3 separate regions of the Danio rerio genome follow, and all the other regions are linked to region 1. A link is a contact called in public Hi-C data. All regions are on one chromosome and are shown on one strand. Each heading gives the region's core, a stretch centred on a gene start, on an enhancer-like site or on the middle of the called end of the contact. The rest is flanking DNA. Distances are from core to core; before and after follow the strand shown.

The links. A called contact is a pair of places that touch in the nucleus more often than the background predicts.
Region 2: a contact with region 1 is called in a Hi-C map of hematopoietic stem cells, with 4 times the contacts expected there. The contact joins the promoter of igf2r here to the promoter of dcbld1 in region 1. A contact is called at or near these places in 4 of 18 Hi-C or Micro-C datasets (caudal fin, embryo, hematopoietic stem cells and 1 more) and 1 of 4 datasets of contacts at active chromatin or transcription factors (embryo).
Region 3: a contact with region 1 is called in a Hi-C map of an unstated tissue, with 6 times the contacts expected there. The contact joins the promoter of nus1 here to the promoter of dcbld1 in region 1. A contact is called at or near these places in 1 of 18 Hi-C or Micro-C datasets (an unstated tissue) and 1 of 4 datasets of contacts at active chromatin or transcription factors (gastrula embryo).

Annotation. Positions count from the first base shown.
Region 1 is chr20:45,674,346-45,676,875 of GRCz12tu, forward strand. dcbld1 (discoidin, CUB and LCCL domain containing 1) reads right to left here and starts at 1,266. Exons shown (of 15, transcript NM_001039977.2): 1 at 1,055-1,266. The coding sequence starts at 1,130.
Region 2 is chr20:45,861,770-45,864,299 of GRCz12tu, forward strand. igf2r (insulin-like growth factor 2 receptor) reads left to right here and starts at 1,259. Exons shown (of 47, transcript NM_001039627.2): 1 at 1,259-1,380. The coding sequence starts at 1,259.
Region 3 is chr20:45,536,203-45,538,732 of GRCz12tu, forward strand. nus1 (NUS1 dehydrodolichyl diphosphate synthase subunit) reads right to left here and starts at 1,273. Exons shown (of 5, transcript NM_001002356.1): 1 at 783-1,273. The coding sequence starts at 1,131.

The DNA.
Region 1 (2,530 bases), core at 16-2,515:
TGAAGTCATTCATACATGTGATTTCAGACCAAATACTCAAAGTACCATGGTAATGAAGTTGTCACTGAATGAATGTGTGAATATAAAACCAACTTTACCCTAATGCAGTTCAGACCATCCAAGCCACTTTTGACTGAAATACAGCCCCAATGTGAAGGTGAGGGAAAGTTGCCCTCATGGACAACATGTTGTATTAACTCCTGTTATAATACAGTCAACTTATTTATTGAGGTAAAGTTGGTTTTTAATTTCCACATTCGAACTTTCTCCTTAATAATATAGCTTCATAAAAGTATTCTTGGCAAATTCAGAACTTGGAAATCGTATTAGCAGCCAATGACTATCAAAGTACAACAATGTTCACAGTCAAATTAATAGTGCTAAAGTTGTTTTGTAATCATGTGTGGGATTTTAAACCAAATATTCAAAGTACCATGGTAATGAAGTTGTCACCTCTATTTTATTTCACAATGCAGATCAGACCATCCGAGCCACGTTTGTCTGCAATACAGTCCCAATGTGAAGGTGATGGAAAGTTGCCCTCATGGACAACATGTTGTGTTAACTGCTGTTACAATACAGTCAACATTTTTATAGTGAACTAAAGTTGACACCAACCATCTTATCGATCAACCAAACCTGGAGTTTAACGATATCGGTGTTAACTCTTACAGGTTTTATGAGTTAATAGGATTTCCAGGTTGAAAAAGCTACTTCGGTTTTCCTCAGGCAAATAAATAAACAACACGAAACATAAACAGAAATCCCAAGTCAACATGCTAAGCCTATATGATAGCACATAAACACACCTTCTGATAAATTTAAATACAATACGTCTTACAAGAGAGCTTACAGGATCAATCTGAAGCAACTAACTTTTACACATTATAACTCCCCAGAAGCTGAGGTATGATTACTGAAAAAAAAAGATTTAAAACCACAAAAGCATGTTAAACACAAACAGCTCAAAGTCCTCCAGCAGAAACCTCTGACGCCTCAACAAACAGACCCTTTTGTTTGCGATCATCTGCCGTGTTTTTTATTGTTCACTTACCCGGTTTCTCGGCGAGCACGAGCGGGTGAATTGAATATAAGAGAATCAGTCCATACAGAACGGTGTGTCCAGACATTTCCACTTAAATCCGCAGTGAATGAGAGTAAAACGCGAAGGCACATTGGAGAAGCGTCACGGGAGCATGTTTACCGGGGGAAACTCGTGTACGTGTGTGTGTGTTTGTCCGCGCGGATCCCCGGACCGCCTTGAATGAACTCTTTTCTCTTCCGTGTTTCTCCCACAGGCGGCACCAAGCGGTCACTGAACCAGTCTGACGGCTCTCTCTAGACTAGAGTCAGGCTGTTAATAGGATAATAGTTGTGGAAATGATACTGAGGAGCCATGCATTGTTATGCCTTGCAAAGTTTTTTATTAAACTATTAGATTTTTTTTAAATAGTTTGCATCTTCCATTTTATTCACTTGTTTATTTGCGTATTTTATTTATATCATTAGTTTTATGTCTTGAAAAAGTATTTATTAAACTATTAGATTTTTTTTTGCATTTTCGATTTTATTTACTTGTTTAATTTTCTTTATTTTATTTATATCATTAGTTGTATGTCTTGGAAAAGTTTTATTAAACTATTAGATTTTTTTTGCATCTGATCTTCCATTTAATTTACTTAATTTTATTTATCTGTCTTTTAGACGTAAATTATAGGCTAACATTAAAACGTGTATCTTTCATCAATTTTATAATATAATATAAAAAAACAAAGATAAACATAAACACTTTATTCTACAAGATGCGATGATATAATAATGGTAAATATTAATGATGTAATGTACTAGAATATTGCAATTATATAATAATGGTAACTAATATTTTGGTATTTTTAGCATTAGTAGTAATGTTGTATATCATAGAAACAAAATATGTTAAATATATAATATGGTGACACTGTACTGGATAAGCTGACGGTTCATTCCGCTGTGGCGACTCCAGATTAATAAAGGGACTAATATTATTAAAAATGGTTAATAATATTTTGCCATTTTTAGAATTAGTAATAATGTTGCATATCATAGAAAAATAATGTTAAATATATAATATTTAGAGTTTTTTTCTTTTTGTAATTTTTTGTATTATTCAGTAGCGATGGGGCAAACTGCAAGAATAGAGGGACAGTAAGTGGGAATTGTAGAATCCACAGATACAGAACCACTGTGGGTAAGTCATCCTTTTCAGTGAAAGGTTTACATCATGGAATGCCATGCCTGTTGAATTAAAGATACAAACAGAACTCCCAGTTTTTTTTTTCCTGAAAAGCTAAATAAATGGTTGAAATCTTTACAGCAACATGAACATTAAATATTATTCTTTCAGGTTGGTCAGGTTTACAATTCTCTTTAGAATGCAGATTGACTTACATTTTTTGTTTGTGGCTCTGTATACTGCACGTTTGTTGTTGTTTTTATTTGTTGATTTGTATTTATTTTTTAATGTAAAGCCTAACCAGGGACAAGGGCTGCA
Region 2 (2,530 bases), core at 9-2,508, 190 kb after region 1:
TTACACGACATAAATATAAAACAGATGTGTATTTTTAAGCGATTTAAATTGTCAAATATGTTATGGTTAGTTTTTCAGAAATGGCTTTTTTCCTAATCATAAGTACATTTACACTACGCAAGAAATGATATAAAACAACTGTATTTTAAAGATATTTTTCAGGTTAGGCTATATTAATTTAATTCGTCAGATATAATAGTTCGTATAACGTTAGCCTATTATTCTACTCGACACGAGAAATTATGTTTATAAAACAAATTTGTATTTTTGAGATATTCTACAAAGCTAAATCTTCAGACATTGTATTTAAATTTTTTTTCTAAAATTGACTTTATATGTTAGCCCACTCGTTTACACGACACAAGAAATGATATAAACCAGAAATTTGTTGGCCTATTTTAAGATATTCTTCAAGTAATAGCCTATTTATATCTATTGATAGCTATTAATAATGTTCTATGACCTAAGTAACCATAATAATGTTACTTAGCCTATTCTTTTACACAACACGGACATAAGAAATAATAAAACAAATGTAGATATTCATCAAGTAATCAACTTGTTAGAGGTAATAGTTCCAGTTAGTTTTTTTCGAAAATGACTCTAGAAATCATAAATAACGCTAGCCTGTTCTTTTACACGACACAAGAAATGTGTATTTGTAAGCAAGCAATTTCAATCGTCAGATTTCAGTTATAGTTAGTTTTTCGAAAATGACTTATTTCCTAATTATAAATATACTTTTACACGATGCAAGAAATTATATAAAACAGAAATGTGTATTTTTAAGATATTTTTCAAGTAATATCAATTTAATTAGAGATGATAGTTAAAGTAAGTGTTTCCAAAATTACTTAAGTAATCATAAATACGACACGAGAAATGATATGAAACAAGAAATGTATATTTTAAAGATTTTTTTCAAGCAATTTAAATCGCCAAAGATAATTGGTTGTGTTTTTCGAAAATGACTCTCCTAATCACAAATATTCTTTTACGCAACGCAAGAAATGATAAAAATCATCTGAATGGCACACACGGAAATGTGAATGGCCTGCTAAGCCCAGCCCCCTTTTTATCGTGCTCAAACTTCAAAATCTTTCTGGGTCATTCTAGCTCTATGCACCACGTGACCTGTACCACATGTCATGTCATGTGACTGTGAGTGGTTCCTGCTACACGGGTAATGATCAGTAATCAGAAAGGACTGCTGTATCATGTCGGAAGAAGCGCACTAATAAATTTCCTTGTGTAAAATATGGGTCGTGTTGGATTTTGCGGAGTCGCTGCTACTGTTATTATTAATACTTTTCTATTTCTACAATGCGTGTCGTCAGCGGCGGCTTCGGATGACAGCCTATGGTACCAGGATCTGTGCAGGTGAGATCCTAAATAAACAAACACTCTTAACGATGATCTTTGCTGGATAGGATTGACGAGTATCACATAAACACTCGTTAAGATGTGATTAATTAAGATTAAACGTGTTTTACTTTCCTGTTTATTGCAATTTATATGATGATAGAGTGATAGTTGTGGCCCTGACTGCATTTAGGTATCTAGACCCAACCTATGAAGTAAAGTTGGTTGCAAATGATAAAATTTTTTAACAGTAACACGTTCTTTATATTGTTTACCAAGCTATTTTAAATATTCCGTCTGTAATCACATACATGCATGACTTCAAAACAATATTAGTACAATTTTATTGACTGTGAACACTGTTGGTGTTCGATAGTCATTGCATTTACAACTTGTGACACCGTCTCTATTTTGTTTACCACTCTAGTTTGAATATTCGGTCTGAAATCTCATGCAAGTCTGACTTTAAAACAGCATTAGGATTATTAAGTCAAAATATGTTAATATAAAACCAACTTTACATCAATGTCACTGGGTGCTAATATGATTTCCCTGTTTAGAATTTGCAAATAATACTTTTCTGAAACTATTATTAAAAAGAAAGTACGAATGTGCGAATATAAACCAGCTTTACCTCAATGACCCAAATTAACAGCACAATAGATAGATACTTTTGCCAAATCAGACAATGAAATGTATTCATTTAGGCACTGGCCTTCTTTTTATGATTGAGCCTTCATGTCATGTTGCTGATGTCAATTCTGCTCAAGATGTTTGATTCTTTGTGCAAGTTACTTAAAAAAAATGTAATCGATTACATAATCATTGCGATGTTTCAATTACTTTTCTAATTACTTAGTCTGAAACGTAATTTGGTTGCTTGATATGTAATAGAAAGTAATGTCTGATTATGGAATCTTGGCTCAATTTTTTTACATTTGAGTCAAACAGTATTGTTTATTTTAGTTTAAAATATATATGTACAGTATATATATTAGGGCTGCACAATATATCGATATCTCAATGTGATCATTCGCAATGGTCACATCACGAGTATATGCAGTGTGGAGTCTGGATTATAATTAACCATTTCTCGAGTGTTTTTGAGGCCTGTGACTGGTGGGGGGGTTAAAAGCATCCAGGCTTAACAAATTGTACCATGTGCAAC
Region 3 (2,530 bases), core at 23-2,522, 140 kb before region 1:
AATTAATTCATAAAAAAAAACACTTCTTTGGACTTGCTGGTGAGGAAATATTTTTGTTGCTAAGACCAGACATATTTTCCCTCTATATATTATTTCAATAGGAGATTACACGGGACAATGTAACAACCTTTGCAATAAAAAGAGATCTAATTTTGTAATTTGTAAACACTAAAGTATTTCAGCAAAACACTAGATCTGCCTGAATCATGAGTGCTGAAGAAACAGCAGGTGACTGAACGCATGTGACTTCAGTCCACTTCCCTTATGAACTCATTCAAGTCTATTTGTATAGAAACACAATAATTATTGTTTCAAGGTAGCTTTACAAAAGGTGCACATTACTGAATTACTATCAAATTCGGAAAAGTTAAGGTTATTAGGTACCCTAACTTTATTAGTAACCAATAACTTTAACTAATTAACTAGCAATGATTATGTATGGAAGGTAATTCCTGCCACTTTTAACCAAATCAAATAAAATTAAAATATAAATCAGAATGAAATTGTTAATCTGGTTTTCATTCTATTTTCCAATATTTATTTAAAATTGGTAGGAATTACCTTTCATTATTAATAGCTTTTAACAGTTAAAGTTGCTACATATAAACATAGTTGTCCTGTAGTTATATAGTATATAGATGATGTCTACGTGTAATGTTACGTTCAATAAACTATATTTGTGTATTATTAACTTAAGTGTATGTGTTGTCCTCGAAGTCTTCAAATTCTTGGCATTATCTTTTCACAAGAATCCAAATTCATAAGAATCATAAAAGTCTTACCTTGATTATCATAAACACTGACATACGAGATGCCCACTGCCATACACCAGACCACCAGATTGGCAATATCCGTGTAGTGGATCTCCTCCTCGGTCACCAATAGCCCCACATGAAGAGGCAGCTTCTCTAACGTCCTGCCATCGGCTCCCCAGCGAACCCTGCGGCTGGTCCGTGTGCCTTTGGGTCCTGTTTTTTTCTGGTTATGAAAGCCAAGGGCAAGGGGCAATAATAAGTCCACCACGGCCAGTTTCCACCTCCAGATGTGGACTCGGAACCAGGCGACAATCGCGCGCTGGAGATACAACAGCGCGTGCAAAAACCGCCACACCATCTCATACAGCGAAGCCATCGCGTTAACGTCTTCAAACGCCTTCCTAGCTTAATTTTCGTATCGTATTTTTGCGTGTGTTCCTCATATTAAAGTAGTGCGTGAATTTATGAGCGTTGGTGGACACAGAAAATTGCCATTTTGGTCAGTGCCAACACCGCAGCCCGTCGGCTGCCATTTCTTCATCCTGGCAACCTTTCCACTCTGAACCCGCTGCTGTGTGACATGGAGCTTTCTGATTGGACAGATGAGAGAGCGTCAGCAGGTCATGCAAAGCGCTGTTCTGAGATCGGTTTTAAGGACTGCCCTGGAAGAGACTGATGGGAGAAGAACACTCGAAGGCTGATCTCAGAACTAAATCAAATACACTGATTTAGCATTCGTGAGATGGTGAAATGTGATTGGCTGCTGTTCCGGTAATAGAATATGTGTAAATCATATTAACTTGATTTATAAATATAAAACGTTCAGCTTTTTTACTTTAAAATATACTTTATATATCTATGTAATTTTTTTTTCATTGAAACAACTTTTAACGCTTATTAAATTATTATTTCAGACAACACTGCAACTTTATATTTCACATACTATTTTAACACTTTATCTATTAACAAATTCCTTACTTCAAAAATATTAACGTTAAATTTAAATATGTATGTAAATATTTCGAAAAGAAGCTTACATTACATGCACTCTAAAAAAAACATTGAGTTATTTATTTAACCCTATGGTTGAGTTAAACATATTTAGTGCTTTGTTGGGTTATTTTTATCCTTTATCGGGTTATTTATTAATAACTCAACCAGTTGAGTTAAATATTTGGCGCTTTGTTGGGTTATTTTTAACCTTTATTTTGGGTGTTTATTTAATAACTCAACCAGTTGCCAGTTGGGTTAAAATTTAGAATTTCTACTATCAACTGATTTAACTGACACAAAACAGCTGTATTGTGCGTGCATAATCTTGTTTTTGCATTATAAAGTTGATTTAAGCTATAACGCAATCATTTTGTTTTTTTTTTTTTTTAAACAAATTACCTCTGTGTCGTGGTTTTTATATCTGTTTTACCCTCCAAGACCATCTTTTCGAAGCGTTTGGATGTGGTTAAAATGTATTGCACATTGTGGACACTGAGTGAAGCCTGCTGTTGCTGCTGGACAGCCTCTACAGCACACACAGAGCTCCATATTCTGTACATGATTTTCTGCTTGCACAGTATATAACTGTCTGCACTTTGTTCTTCATTGTTTGTAATTCCTGATTTATTTTAACAAAAGTGTCTGGAACTAAAATGAAATGGAAATAAAGCATTTTCAATATTTTTATACATTTTTTATTTAGCCAGCCATTATTATAAAATCAATAGTAGCACTAGTAATAGTAGCAATAGTAATACCAGAATGGAAAAAATAACAACATT